2 separate regions of the Mus musculus genome follow, and region 2 is linked to region 1. Evidence: chromatin contacts called from public promoter capture Hi-C data. All regions are on one chromosome and are shown on one strand. The core of a region is the stretch at or near the end of the contact, and the rest is flanking DNA. Distances in the headings are between cores, read along the strand shown.

The links. Promoter capture Hi-C pulls out the DNA fragments that hold promoters and counts their contacts.
Region 2: a contact with region 1 is called in a promoter capture Hi-C map of embryonic stem cells. The contact joins two enhancer-like sites. A contact is called at or near these places in 4 of 39 promoter capture datasets (the HPC-7 cell line, cranial neural crest, embryonic stem cells and 1 more), 1 of 484 Hi-C or Micro-C datasets (nephron progenitors), 2 of 115 datasets of contacts at active chromatin or transcription factors (embryonic stem cells and pancreatic cancer cells) and 2 of 9 other capture datasets (liver and pancreatic islet).

Annotation. Positions count from the first base shown.
Region 1 is chr11:106,569,222-106,576,128 of GRCm38.p6, reverse strand. The region is part of intron 1 of Tex2 (testis expressed gene 2); the gene reads left to right. Among named protein-coding and RNA genes, the nearest start is that of Tex2, 40 kb to the left of the region's middle. Within about 2 kb of position 2,483, at least 108 of the 459 cell types and tissues checked have an H3K27ac peak or open chromatin away from gene starts, as enhancers often do. A contact at or near this core is called in embryonic stem cells and pancreatic cancer cells, where this site is marked.
Region 2 is chr11:106,720,323-106,727,229 of GRCm38.p6, reverse strand. It overlaps the pseudogene Gm51950. Among named protein-coding and RNA genes, the nearest start is that of Pecam1, 8.5 kb to the right of the region's middle. Within about 2 kb of position 4,154, at least 130 of the 459 cell types and tissues checked have an H3K27ac peak or open chromatin away from gene starts, as enhancers often do. A contact at or near this core is called in embryonic stem cells and pancreatic cancer cells, where this site is marked.

The sequences.
Region 1 (6,907 bases), core at 1,234-3,733:
CACACACACACACACACACACACACACACACACACACACACACCACCGACCTGCCTACCTCCCTTGGTGAGCATTTCCTCCGGATGGAAGGTCTGTCCCGTGGGCTGCTGACGGTCTGGGAAACTGAGTATCTTCTAAGTTTGACCCTAATGACCTAATGACCTAATGTCTTCAGAAAGAGCAGGGAGCTCCACTGCTTTGTCAGCGTGCATTTTCCTAAGAGCTGAAGTAACGGTTTGTGTCTAAAATGGGATTTCCTTTTAACTTCTTGGAATTTTTTTTTTTTTAGGATTCATTTTTAAATATGTGTATGAGTAATGTGGGTTTGTGGACTTCAGTGAAAGTGTCCCCAGAGTTCAGAAAAGGGTGTTGGATCCCCTGGAGCTGGAATTATACATAGCTGTGAGTCACCTAATATGGGAGCTGGGAACTGAATCCAGGTTCTCTGTACGAGCATCCACTGAGCCATCTCTCTAGGCCCCACTACTTGGAGTTCGAAGTGACTTTTTTTTTAACCTTTAAAATCTGAAAGATGGTCATTGTTTCCAGGAGGGACAATGGGATTTGGCTAGGCCTTCACATTTGTGTGGCCCTTTGCTGTAGGCGGAGCCATCGCCCAACCCCAGCCGGGCAAGCCTTTATAAATAAGCCTCTACAGGTCTTGTGTGGTAGGTAGTGCTGGAGGTGGTGCCTGGCGTTGATGCTTGCTTTGAACACCCCTTCCTCTGGGCTGTGGCACTTTAGCCCAGCAGTGGTGGGAGGCGTGGGCCCGCTGGTTTACTCGTGGTATAAGCCCTCTAGGTGGGAGGTGGTGGCGGTGGCAGTGGCAGTGGCAGTGCAGGTGTGATATAAGGAGGTGGTAGCTGTGAGTCTAGGAACCTGATAAGCAATGGAAAGAGTCCTGGCTTCTAATAGTCAGGGTCTGAGGGCCTTGGAAGAAGGCTAACGCAGGCTAATGGAGGAGCCAGGCCTGTCTTGAGACGGAACATAGACTGGCTAATTTTTCCTACCGTGTCAGTTTTGATTTTTGTTGGCAAGGAAGAGTATTACCAAATTAGGAGGGCTGCTGCCAATTATCAGCTGCTTCGCTGATATAAATTTTTTAGGGATGCACTTGAGATTTTGAGGCTAAATCAGGTCTTTCTAGATGGTTGATGTGGACCTTATCCACTATTTGAACAATCTCACCCTCCTTTGCCCCTTTCTTATAAAAGCAGCTCACATTTGAAGAAACATCAGTAAAAGGTGAGAAGTCCTCTGCAAGGTGGGCGTGGCGGTGCACGACTTTATCCCCGCTTTTGAGGCCAAGGGGAGGTGGAGGCCAGTCGAGGCTACTAGTGAGATGCTGCCTTGAACAAAGGAAGGAATAGGATGCAGCTTGCTTTTTCCCTCTTCCAAAAGCTTTTGAATTAATACTATTGACTCATAGAGCTAAGCTACCAGGCAGGGTGTGGGTAAATTAACCTTGACAAATTAGGATTGCCCTTGAGAAAGGAAACTTCCAAACCTGACTGTGCCCGGTCCAGAGGCTGATTCACTCTTATGCAGGCATCCCTCCTGCGGTAACCGAGCATTGAAGGAAGGACGGACAGACTGACGGAAGGAAGGAAGGAAGGAAGGAAGGAAGGAAGGAAGGAAGGAAGAATAGACACTACCATCTGTTTGTCTGTCCTAGTAAGAGAGGACCAGGCAGCTGTTACTGGTAACATAGTACCCAGAAGGTTTGTATGGCTTTGGTTATTGGAAGCCAGGGTTGATAAAAATACAACTGGAGGTAGGAAGGGAAGTTATTATCAGATTAGAAAATTGCAAAAACAAAAAGCTAATTTCAGAGCAGTTATTAACTGTCAATAAATGTCACACTGTCTTGAAATAGTTCTTCCTTTCTCATTGTCCAGTCTGACTTACTGTCAACTGGGTTTTCATGGCTTGATTAATGAGGCTAGCCCTTTGGGGGTGTCTAGAAAGGAGATAAGTTTCATTGACGTTTGGTGTTCCACTCTCAGCCCCCTGGACGGCTGTGGAGCTTGTGAGAGGGAAGTGGCTGGCTCCTGTCAGGAGTCTTTGGTGATTTGTTGTTCAAGGTCGAACGACGAGATTGACCTGTTTTCTGTAGGTAGCATAAAGAATGCCACACCCATCCTGGAGCACAAGCCCTCTGAGAAGCTTCTCCTATTTTAAATCTACCTTATTTTTCATTTTTATTTTTTGGAGATAAGGTCTCTATGTAGCTATGGCTGTCCTGGAACTCTCTCTGTGGACCAGACTGGCCTCAAACTCATAAAGATCTGGCTGCCTCTGCCTCCTGAGTTCTGGAGTTAAAAGCATGCAGTACCACACCCAGCTCAGCTTTCTCTCTTACTGAGGGATGAATGTCTTTTCAGGGACAGTGGCTCTAATGGAGAGCACAGCCAGGACCTGGGGAAGGCCATCAGTGGAGCAGGCAGTGTCTGCTTTCCAGGAATGTGGCTGCCACGCCCAGGCTCACAGAGCTTTTGGCTGCGACAGGCTTTTGTTTTCCTACAGATGTTTGGGAGCATAAATGTCTGCACCCCTTACCTTAGCAGCAGCCTCAGTTCTTAGCTAAAGAACAAGTGAAGTTTTGTGCATTGGCTTGCTTGCTTGCCGAGTCTCGTCTCCTTAGGCTGCTGTGGCTGGCCGGCCTCAGCCTCCACAGTGCTGGGGTCACACACAGCCACCTCACCTGGCTTTGTGAGGTTTCCCAGCCCGTGTGCAGCGATGCACATGTGGAGACCAGAGGACAGCTTCTGGAGATTGGTTCTCCCTTTCCACCGTGTGAGCGTCCTTGCTCCCCAAGCCCCCTGCTTGCCCTTGAGAGGAAAATGCTGATCCTGAACAGTGTCCGGGACGTTTTCTCTGCTCATTTCTCCATTTTCCCTGGACTTTTCCTCTTAAACTGTGCCTTCCCTCTGTTTCTTTTTGAGTAGATCTTGTCACCGAGCCAAAGGGCGTGCTAGAGTGCCTGAGTAATGGAGAAGGCTGACACATTTCAGATACTCAGGACAGTAGTGTTTAGAGTCGGCCCCAGCACTGAGTTCCCTCTTTAATAATGCATTTTCATTTCGTAAGGAGGGAGGACAAACACGTAATGGTGGCAGCCTTGCATCCCACCCTGCAAGAAGCTCAAAGGTGTCACATGGCACAATCTTATTTTACAGCTGCTGAGCCTGAGAGGTGACTGGAGTTTACAACGGGCTCCCCCTGACCCTTTGTATGCACTGGTGCATGTGTGTGCGTACACACACACACACACACACACACACACACACACATACACAATGTAAAGAATAGAGATTGCCAGTTTCCTGGGATCAACCCATGTCTTCTCTAGGCTCCGTTTTTAGGGTTTCCTCTTCCTTAGTCTTTTCCCATTTGTTCCTTGGTCAGTTGTAGAAGTGTCAGCTTCTAAGAGGACTTAAATGTCTGTGTAGATTGTGTTCATTGCCAGTGGGATCGTGGGCTTGAGAATGGAGCAGCCTTCTCAAGGGGTCAGACACCACCCCTCCACCTTGCCTCTGAGCCCCTTCCAAGGCTGCACACTGTCTGCAGCACACTGTGATCACATCAGAGTTGCTTAAACATATCACTGGCAGGATATTGTCCCCAAGGGACCCTGGTGACAAGGTTAGTTTTCAAATCTAAAGACGCATGTCACACGTGATGGAGAGGTCAGTGAGAGACTCCAGCCCCGAGGTCTGTTGGTGGCTTGGGCAGGAGATGAGTGGGGACAGCAATCTGCACTGGCATTTCAGCTCCCGAGGCTGAAGGCTGTCTGCGTTTTGGGCCTGAGTGTAATTGAATTTCAGCAGCAGAGGGCACGAGGCTTGGCATTTTTTATGGTGCTAGATTGTGGGCTGGATAAGGAGGCCTTTCATCTCTCAGTGCGTGTGGCCAGTCACATGCTGCTGGGTCAGAACGGAGCTCTTGGCTCCCAAGGAAACATCGTGATGGAGCCCAGGGGAGAGCTGCTGCGGCCGGAACACAGACAGACAGCTGTTCACTGCAGAGGGAAGGGTGTGCAGTTCAGGATGTCGTCAGGAAGGCCACCCCTGACCAGTCCTCTCAGGTCGGTTGTGCTGGGGCAGACTGCACTGTGTTCAGTTGATGGCACTTTCCTGCTGGCCTGTGGAAAGTCAGCCCTGTTGGCCCTGGAGCTACCATAAGGAGTACAAGAAGTGGCTTAGCAGAGACCCGAGTAGGTGTCTGGAACCCAAACCCTGGGCTGGTTCTGGCATACTCAATTTACCCATGATTGGGGCTCCTAGAAGCAGCCGTTGCTTGCCTGGTCCCCCAGTGAGAGGAAGTGAAACCCCTGGGCATGAGCCCCAGGCAGCATAGGCTGCCCTGGCCGACTGGCACTTTGATCCTTCTAAGCCGTGAGCGGAAGTCCAGATCCATCCTGGCAGAGTGAAGAGGCCCACAGGCATCCTTGTGTTTAAAGAAGGGCTGTGGTGCCCCAGCCTCTACTAGCTTGCTTTGCGAGATCAAGAAGTGGAGCCAGGTGTGGCCAGTGTTTGCAGTGGTGTTTGCAGTGGTGTTTACAGTGGTGTTTGCAGTGGTGTTTACAGTGGTGTTTGCAGTGAGCCTCTGAAGCTCCGAGGCTTGGCTAGACTGCCTGCCCTATCTGGTGGCCTGGTGTCTGCTTCTCTGTGGGTCCTGTCTCAGGCCTTCTTGACTGATAGGGACTTAGGGATAGGTTGATCAGAAACCATCAGAAGTCCCTTTCAGTTGGCAGATCATGGGCCCCTGACTCTCTGGAAGTTGGCCCCTGGTGGCCTCTGTACAAAACACAGCCGTTTTCTCAGCAGGTGCCTGCTTTGTCCCTAAGGTCTGACCTGGATGATTCGAGCAGAGGCTCCAGTGATGTTTCACCCATGGCCTTGGACTTCGCCTCAGCTTCGCCTCTTTACTTCTGTCCTGTGTCCTAGGAGACCAGCTTAACTATTCAGCCTCAAAACTGTCCCCAACCTGTGCCCAGAGTCTCCTTCCCTTGCCACAGTGACAGCCAGGCTTTACCCTTGGTGTTGCTACAGCAGCTGACTGAGAATTAGCCAGCACCAAACTTTTTTAAAACCACTGCTACAATTTTCCTTTAAACTTACCCTGTGAGGGGCAGGAGAGATGGCTCAGCAGTTAAGGGCTCGTACAGAGTCTGGGTTCAGTTCTCAGCATCCACCTTGTGAGGTGGCATACAAATGTCTGTATTTCCAGCCACGGGGGACCTGATGCTTCTGGCCTTCTTGGCCACTCACATGAATGGCTATACACATAGCATGTGTGCACACAGCCAGACACACACATATCATTGAAACCTAGGGAGAGTTACTAGATTAATATGTACTAGGTAAGAACTTGTAAGACTGGGTGGCCACTGAATGGACTAAGCTGTTTCTCATTGTTTCTGTGGCTGCTTCGTCTTGTTTTCTTTTTAACCTACAGACATGTTGACATAAAGATAACAGGGAAGCGCTGGGCCTGCGCTCAGGAGGCAGAGAGAGCTGTATCTCTATAGATTCAAGCTCAGTGTGTCTACATTATGAGTTCCAGGCTAGCCAGGGCTACAATAGTGAGACCCTGTCTATACACAAAACCAGCCAGGAAAGAATTGTCCTGATCTGCAGTGAAACTTCCCCGCTGGTGCCCTTTGCTGGATGTAGGTTGCTGTGTCTAATGGAGTGCATTCTCTCTTCCTGTATTCAGCCCCAGTCAGAGACCCTGCAGGTCACGGAAGAACGTGGGCAAAACTCTGATGCAAAGTCTTTATGGAAGTCATTTCTCTGAGATTTGATGGTGAAAAGGTTGTGTTCCTGAGGTGTCTGGGCCCCGACTCTGGTGATCTAGGAGTATGGTGTCCCTACACCTGCCACCCCAGGTTCTATCTGTGCTCTTGTTGAACAGGAGTGTTTGGCCGGGGACCTAAGTGTCGGAATACGTGAGCAGTGTGGTATTGACGGTCTGCGGTAGGCTGCTTACGTGTGTGTGGGGCTGTGCTGTATGTAGTGACCTGTGAGCGTAAACAAGTAGAATTTAACATTTGGGAAATGCCCTCGACCCGTTTTGCAGGTAATACTGAGACTGAGAGGTTGGGGTTGCAGCTTGTTTGAGTTGTAACCTATTTGAACTCCCCAGAGTCAGCTAGAAAAGGAGTAAGTCGGAGAAGCTCTGTTGCCCTGCCCAAGGCAGCCGCCCTTCCACTCAACTCATGATGCCTCTCTAGACCTAAGGTCACCTCCCTCCATGGCCCTGTGTGTCCTGTAGCAGAGAACAGATCTAGGGAGCCAGCCACGGCATGCACAGATTGGTCTTCATGCCCCTGTCTTAATCTTCTGCCTGTGCCCATCCTGCCTCTACTACCCAGCAGTTCAGCGAACAGAGAAGGTGTCTAGTGTCTCACCCTGCCTGGCCTTGTGGCCTCAGAACTCCTGCTGTCTGCCCCACATCCTGGCTCTTCCAGTGGCATCGTTGTCCAGCTGTAGAGGCCTGGCTCTTCCAGTGGCATCGTTGTCCAGCTGTAGAGGCCTGGCATGATGCCCTGTGCCCTGCAAGTTGACTGTAATTAGCCAGGTGTGGGGCTTGCCACTGTCTCTAGCATGTAAGAGTTACGAGGCTGAGGCAGGAGGATCATGCACTTGAGGCCAGCTTGAGCCACATAGTCAGGTGCACAGTGATGTAAGATGTCATGACCTGCATGTCACAGGTGCACTTGGCATTATCTGTTTGGCTGGCAGCTTTGCAGATGCCTGCCTGCCTTCCACCTGGCTGTTAGGCTTTGTTAGTCCTCCCTCCTGCAGTACTCAGTGGCACTCGTGCTTGCTGGTAGGTGTCCACACTAACTGTCGACTTTCTTCCATGTGAGTAATGGATTCAGTTCTGAGCCAATGCTTGT
Region 2 (6,907 bases), core at 2,905-5,404, 150 kb before region 1:
GCCCCGTCCCACCAGCACGGGGGGGGGGGGGGGGGGGGGGCAAGGATAGGAGCTGCTCTTGTATGTCGGAGCCTCAAGGGGGTGCCACTCAATATTCTGTCCCCTTGGGGCCTTCATAATAGCAAACCTGTGGGATAGATAATCTGTACTAAAATACAAAGTTCGGGCTATTATTACTGATGAAGAGACCAGGAGATAGACACTGGTATGGTCCAGTGGTGCAGGCAAACCAAGATCCCCGAGGGGCAGCTAACTGGTGGGAGTTGCTTAAGCTGTGGGAGTTGCAGGATTCCTGGACTAATATACATCAGGGCTTCTACCTGTCAATGACTAAGGGGTCTTATTTAAGGGGTGGTTATGGGAGTGAAAGTGAGTGGCATTCCCCTGGATGTCCCCCAGAATAAGGGGGTCTCCCAGGGACAGGTTGTCCCATCAGTCAGGGACACTGACTTTGAAAGTTTTGCCTTTTGAAAGGATGGGTTATCCAGGAGGCCTAACCCTATGTAAAAAGGCAGTTTAGGGTTCAGACACAGCCAGCAATCAGCCCCGAGGTTAGCACTGGTAGAATTAAGGAGAGAATAGGTAGCCGGTGCCATGTGAAGGAGATGAGTTAGATCTAATGTGTTGGCTTGGCTTGGAGAAGCAGCACTGCTTGTCATTGGAACCAGTTGCATGTAAGGGACAGGAGCTTTGACCTGGGAGCAATGTCATCCCATGGTCAACACCCTTCTCTATAATCTGCATGCCCATGTTATTCCTGCATCCCAGACACCATAAGTCCGTGGCTGCTTCCATGCTTTAACCAGGATTATAATAGGGTTACAAGTCTGGGGCTGAGTGCAGGAATTATTAACAGAGGTTGAAATTGTTAGGTGGTGGTGGTGGTGGGGTCTCGGTTAACCCCCCAAGCAGAGTCCTAAGTTTCACATCCCTAGGATGGGCACCAATACTGGTTTTGTTAAATGTTCCTTTTTTTGGTTTTTTTTTTTTTTTGGTTTGTTTGTTAAATGTTCCTTTTTTGTTTGTTTGTTAAATGTTCCTTTTTTGTTTTTTGTTTTGTTTGTTTGTTTGTTAAATGTTCTTTTTTTGTTTTTTGTTTGTTAAATTTTCCCTTTTTGTTTGTTTGTTAAATGTTCCTTTTTTTGTTTGTTTGTTAAATGTTCCTTTGTTTGTTTGTTAAATGTTCCTTTTTTGTTTGTTTGTTTGTTTGTTAGTTAAATGTTCCCTTTTTTTGTTTGTTTGTTAAATGTTCCTTTTTTGTTTGTTTGTTAAATGTTCCTTGTTTGTTTGTTTGTTTGTTTGTTAAATGTTCCCTTTTTTTTGGTTTGTTTGTTAAATGTTCCTTTTTTGTTTGTTTGTTTGTTAAATGTTCCTTTTTTGTTTGTTTGTTTGTTAAATGTTCCTTTTTTGTTTGTTTGTTTGTTAAATGTTCCTTTTTTGTTTTGTTTTGGTTTTTTGTTTGTTTGTTTGTTAAATGTTAAATGGTTTTAAAGGTCTGATCCTCCTGACTCCACAAGAGCTGAGATTGCACGGGTGAACCGCCACGCCAGTTTGCAGGATGTTTTGGATGGAACGCAGGACGCTGTGCATGCTAGGGGTTTCGAGTTTTTTGTTTTGTTTGTTAAATGTTCCTTTTTTTGTTTGTTTTTTGTTAAATGTTCCTTTTTTTGTTTTGTTTTGGTTTTTTTTGTTTGTTTGTTAAATGTTCCTTTTTTTGTTTGTTTGTTAAATGTTCCTTTTTTGTTTGTTTGTTTGTTTGTTTGCCAATACTGGTTTTGGTCACTGCAGTTGGTACTAGTGGCTGAGGGACAAGCATAATAATTTTTCCCTTGAAACCTCTGTGAAAAACATTTAGCTGTTGAGGGGGCTTCACGCTCAGGAGAGCTCCTCCTCATGATTTCGGGTGCTCTACACAGTCAGAGAAACTTCTCTAGTAACGAACTATAGAAATGATCCCTGAAAGTATAGTCTTGGAGCTTTACATTCTTCTTTAAAAGGTTCACCTTAGGCTGTGCGGTGGTGGCGCACGCCTTTGATCCCAGCACTTGGGAGGCAGAGGCAGGCAGATTTCTGAGTTTGAGGCCAGCCTGGTCTACAGAGTGAGTTCTAGGATAGCCAGGGCTACACAGAGAAACCCTGTCTTGAAAAAAAAAAAGTTCACTTTAGCTAGGAGTAGCCGTGATGACGTCACAGTTGGCCATAAGAGACACGGTCGGTCTTTAAAACCGGAGGGGCCTTAGGGTATGTTTGGACTACCTCAGATAATAAGGCGCCCTGTCCAATAGTCCAAAAGTCTCCAAATAAAGGTGCTAGCAGGAATTAGGGGGCTCTCAGACACCCCAGGAATTAGATAAAAGTAAGCCAGAAAAGTTATTTTGGCCTGTAAGCCCTTAATCTTATCTTTAGCAGGTCTTTTATGGAGTTAACAAGGCCAGGTGGTTTTACTGTAACTGAAGCTTCGCTGTAAAATGTGCGCTGCAGAGGAAGTTACTCTGAGAGCAGTCAGGCAAACCAGGGGCTTCAGGCTCTGAGTTCGGATCCTCAGAACTTAGATAAAAGCTGGTGTGGGGTCTTTTTAAGGTCAGATCTGTTGCTCTGTATTGTAATGCTAAATTCTGTACCCAGAGGTCTAGACCCACAAGTGAATTCTCTCAAGGTTACAAGCTTTTGTTGTGCAAACCTTATTCCTTGATTTAAAACTACTGGTTAAATAAAATTGATTGCAGCCAATTACTGGAGGGATTAGAGGTAGGTGGGTTTTTTGAGTGACCTGGTTGTGGGGTGGAGGAGCAAGGGGAAGAGGAGAAACCTTGAGGTGGGAGAGGAGAAGGCACCTTGAGAGGAGAGGTACGGTGAGCGGTGAGCACGTGGCCGGGAGAAACAGCAGGTATTTGGGGAGCGCCGCTAGGGAGGTAGCCAGACCAGCAGATAGAAAAGTAGACCCTTCAGTAACTGTCAAGGCCAAATAAAAGAACCATAGCCTGAGTCTCATTTGTAAGCTAGTCAGGGATAAACATAAATTGGTTGTACCGCAGTGTCACCTGTTTGTAACCCCGGGAGCTTGTGAAGCAGAGACAGGCAAATCCCAGGGGGTTCACTAGCCAGACAAGGTAGCCAAAATGGCAAGCTTAGGGTTCAGTGAGAGATCCTGTCTCAGAACATAAGGGTGGAGAAAGTCATCCCGAAGTCAAGCTCTGGTCTCCACAAGTGCCTGTGCCGATGAGTCTTCCTGTGTGCAAACACTACATGCAGTGCACAGACACACACACTAGGCAGTATACTCTCCTGAGGAACCCTATTCTGGAGAAGTGTGTGGAAAACGAAGCCATGCCACAGCTGAACTATGTTTCAGAAGCATTCTGACGAAGGAAGGAGCTGGCGATGTTGCTCAGTTAATCCTATCATGAAAGATGCTCCACGCATGCGCGAAACCCCTAGCATGCACAGCGTCCTGCGTTCCATCCAAAACATCCTGCAAACTGGCGTGGCGGTTCACCCGTGCAATCTCAGCTCTTGTGGAGTCAGGAGGAACAGACCTTTAAAATCATCGTCCTCTCCATAGTGAGTTTGAGGCCAGCCTGGTTTACGAAAGGCACTGTCTTTAGATACCTAGGGGAACAAAAGAATTGTGTTTGTTTAAGTTTAGCCTGGGACAAGTCTCTGGTAGAGTGTCACTGAGGTCTCTTTATGCTTCTGTTGAGTAGTTTATTAATGAGGGTTCTGATGGTTCAGAGATTAGATTTGAGGATGACTTAAAGCCAGAAGGGAGAAAACAGAGATAGAATCAATTGTCAAAGAAATTCATTAGGAGCCAGGCACCACCACACTGGAAGTGCAGGCGGGAGGACCAGAAGATGCTCTGTAGTAGTCAGGACTAAGGAGAACCTGTGGAGATAAATACAGCAGCAACTGACTAAACAGGCAAAGAGCTGCCAAGGCAATGTCCTTAAGCAGATGCCATTGTCTTATCTAGTACAGAGGTGAAGGTGGAGAGAAAGAGACAGAGAGAACACGTGAGTGAGAGAAGGAACCTCCCTACTTTGGGCCTCCCCTCCCCCACACCCCACACCCCCCACCCCCCACCCCGCCCAGCAGGATCTCAGTCTGTAAGCTATGACTCAGCATGGAAAGATCTACCGATGAACCGACCTCCCACAAAGCTCTGGAGGACAGGGCAGTCTCTTTCCCGGGGCCCAGCCCAGAGCCACTCCATGTCCCATGGCTTCCTCCCTACACCTCTGGCTCCAGGCCTGTCCTGGAGAAACACCCTGGCCCCTCGAAGTCTCCAGCCTCACCCAGTGCTGTCTGACTTGAGAGAGAAATGCTATTGGGAAACAGATGACTTCAGCCCTGGGAAGGTCTGGTATTTCTGTGTAAAGGTATTCCGGAGTCAGGCTTCACCCCCAAGAGGTCCTGAGGACGGCTGATGTCAACCCAGGAAGTTCAGTTATTGTTGACTTTCAAATTAGTTGGCTTTTATAAGACAGGAGCTAGGAGCCATCTGTAATCACCCGCTGGCCCTTAATTGCCCATCTATAATGTGAATTGTGGTGCTCTCTGTGGGAGGCTGAGTTGTCCTAAAAATGTGAAGCCCCTATCCCCATCCTATGGGATGCTACCCTATGTGTATCGTGTGTCAGGGTTAGTCCCTTGGGCTACCATATGGAATACCATAGAGTTATTGAAAAGAGAAATGCTGGTGTGAGGGCCCAGAGATTGGTTAAGAATATTTGTTGCGGGGCTGGAGAGATGGCTCAGCTCTTTTTTTTTTTTTTTTTTTTTTCTCGAGACAGGGTTTCTCTGTGTAGCCCTGGCTGTCCTGGAACTCACTCTGTAGACCAGGCTGGCCTTGAACTCAGAAATCTGCCAGCCTCTGCCTCCCAAGTGCTGGGACTAAAGGCTTGCGCCACCATGCCCAGCTGATGGCTCAGCTCTTAAGAGCACCAACTGCTCTTCCTGAGGTCCTGAGTTCAATTCTTAGCAACTACATGGTGGCTCATGGCCATCTGTATTGGGATCTGATGCCCTTTTCTGAAGATAGTGACAGTGTACTCATATACATAAAATAAATAAATAAATCTTAAAAAAAATATTTTCTGCTTTTGCTGGGGACCCAGCCCCCACAGGGTAGCTCACAACTCCCTGGAGTTCTAATCTGGGGAATCCAATGCCTTCTTCTGGCTTCTTTCAGGCACAAGGCACATATGTGATATGCATTCTACACAAATGCAAAACACATATATGTAGTATAAAAATATATAAATCTTTTAAAAAGAAAAGAAGAAATGTTGAATGTGCTGGTGCACTTTTGGAGGTAGGGGTAGAAAAATCAGGAGTTCAAAGATATTTTAGTTACATGACAAGTTCAAGGCCAACTTGAGATAGATGAAACACCCTCCCCCCCCCCCCCCCCCCCCCCGTCTTAAAAACAAACAAACCAACACTCGGGGGCAGATGAATTGGTGCAAAACATTAAAATAAATAAATAAATAAATAAATATTAAAAAATAAAACAAAAAACCCCACTTCTACCTCTTCCCTTATTTTTAAAATTAATTTACTTTTATTTTATGTTTATTGGTGTTTAGCCTGGATGTGTGTCTGTGTGAGGGTATTGGAGAATTACAGACCAGGTGGTGGTGGTGCATGCCTTTAGTCCCAGCACTTGGGAGGCAGAGGCAGGAGGATTTCTGAGTTCAAGGCCAATCTGGTCTACAGAGTGAGTTCTAGGACAGCCAGGGCTACACAGAGAAACACTGTCTCAACAAAACAAAACAAAAAAAGAACTTGAGTTACATACAGTTGTGAGCTGCCATGTGGGTGCTGGAAATTGAGCCCAAGTCCTCTGGAAAAAGCAGCCAGTGCTTTTAAACACTGAGCCATCTCTCTTTTTCCTTTGGCCCCCTCCTCTTCTCCCCACACCCCATCATTGCCTGGCTGCCTTCACTTGTTTAAACCCTAATTTACAGTGGTTGTTTTTTTTTTTATTGTTGAGGCAGTGCCTCCCTCTGTAGCTCAGGCTAAGTTAGACGGAACTTATGCAGCCAAGGATGGCCTTGAGCACATGAAGGCCCTCCTGAGTCCCAGTGCTGGGTTTTAAGGTGTGCACCACCACTGCCTGGCTTTTTTTTTTTTTTTAAGACTTACTTAGCTTTAAAAAAAAAAATGTGTCTGAGTGTTTGCCTGGGTATATGTATACACAGCGTGTGCTCATGGAAGTCAGAAGAGAGCACGGGATCCCCTGGAACTGAAGTGACAGACAGTTGTGAGCCTCCATGTGGGTGCTGGGAACTAAACCTGGATCCTCTGCAGGAACAAGCACACTAACTGCAGAAGCATCTCTCCAGCCCCCGTCTTTTTAAGTAAGGCGTCCCCAAGACTTATTAAGAGAAGGTGAGATAAATGCTCAAAAGTGAGAAGAGTCCCAGGCAGCCATACCCCAGGCTCCTATATTTATTCTTGTGAAAATAAGAAGAAAAATCGTGTGTGTTAAAACATATGTGTGCACGTGTGCGCGCACAGCACACACACACACACATTGTAAAAGAGCCATCCGAAGAGGAGGCCAGAAGCCATTTGGAAGCAGGATACCCACCCTCTGAAGATGAACTTTGTTCCCCTGAACCCTCTGATTGCAGGGATAATTACAGTGCAATAGATTGCAATAGATAATTACAGTGTGTCTGAGCCTTCCAAGTGTGTCTGAGCCTTCTGGGTCCAGCCGCAGAGGTAAGCAGATGCCTGCCTCTAGGCATCTTTAACCAGGTCAGATAACCTCTCTTCTTCCTCTACGTCACAGGACACCTGTTCTTCCTCAGTCTCTACAATTTCTACAGAGGAAATCTCACCGTTTTTTTTTTTTAAACTTGTATCAATTTTTTAAAACTTGTATCAATTTGTATCACCC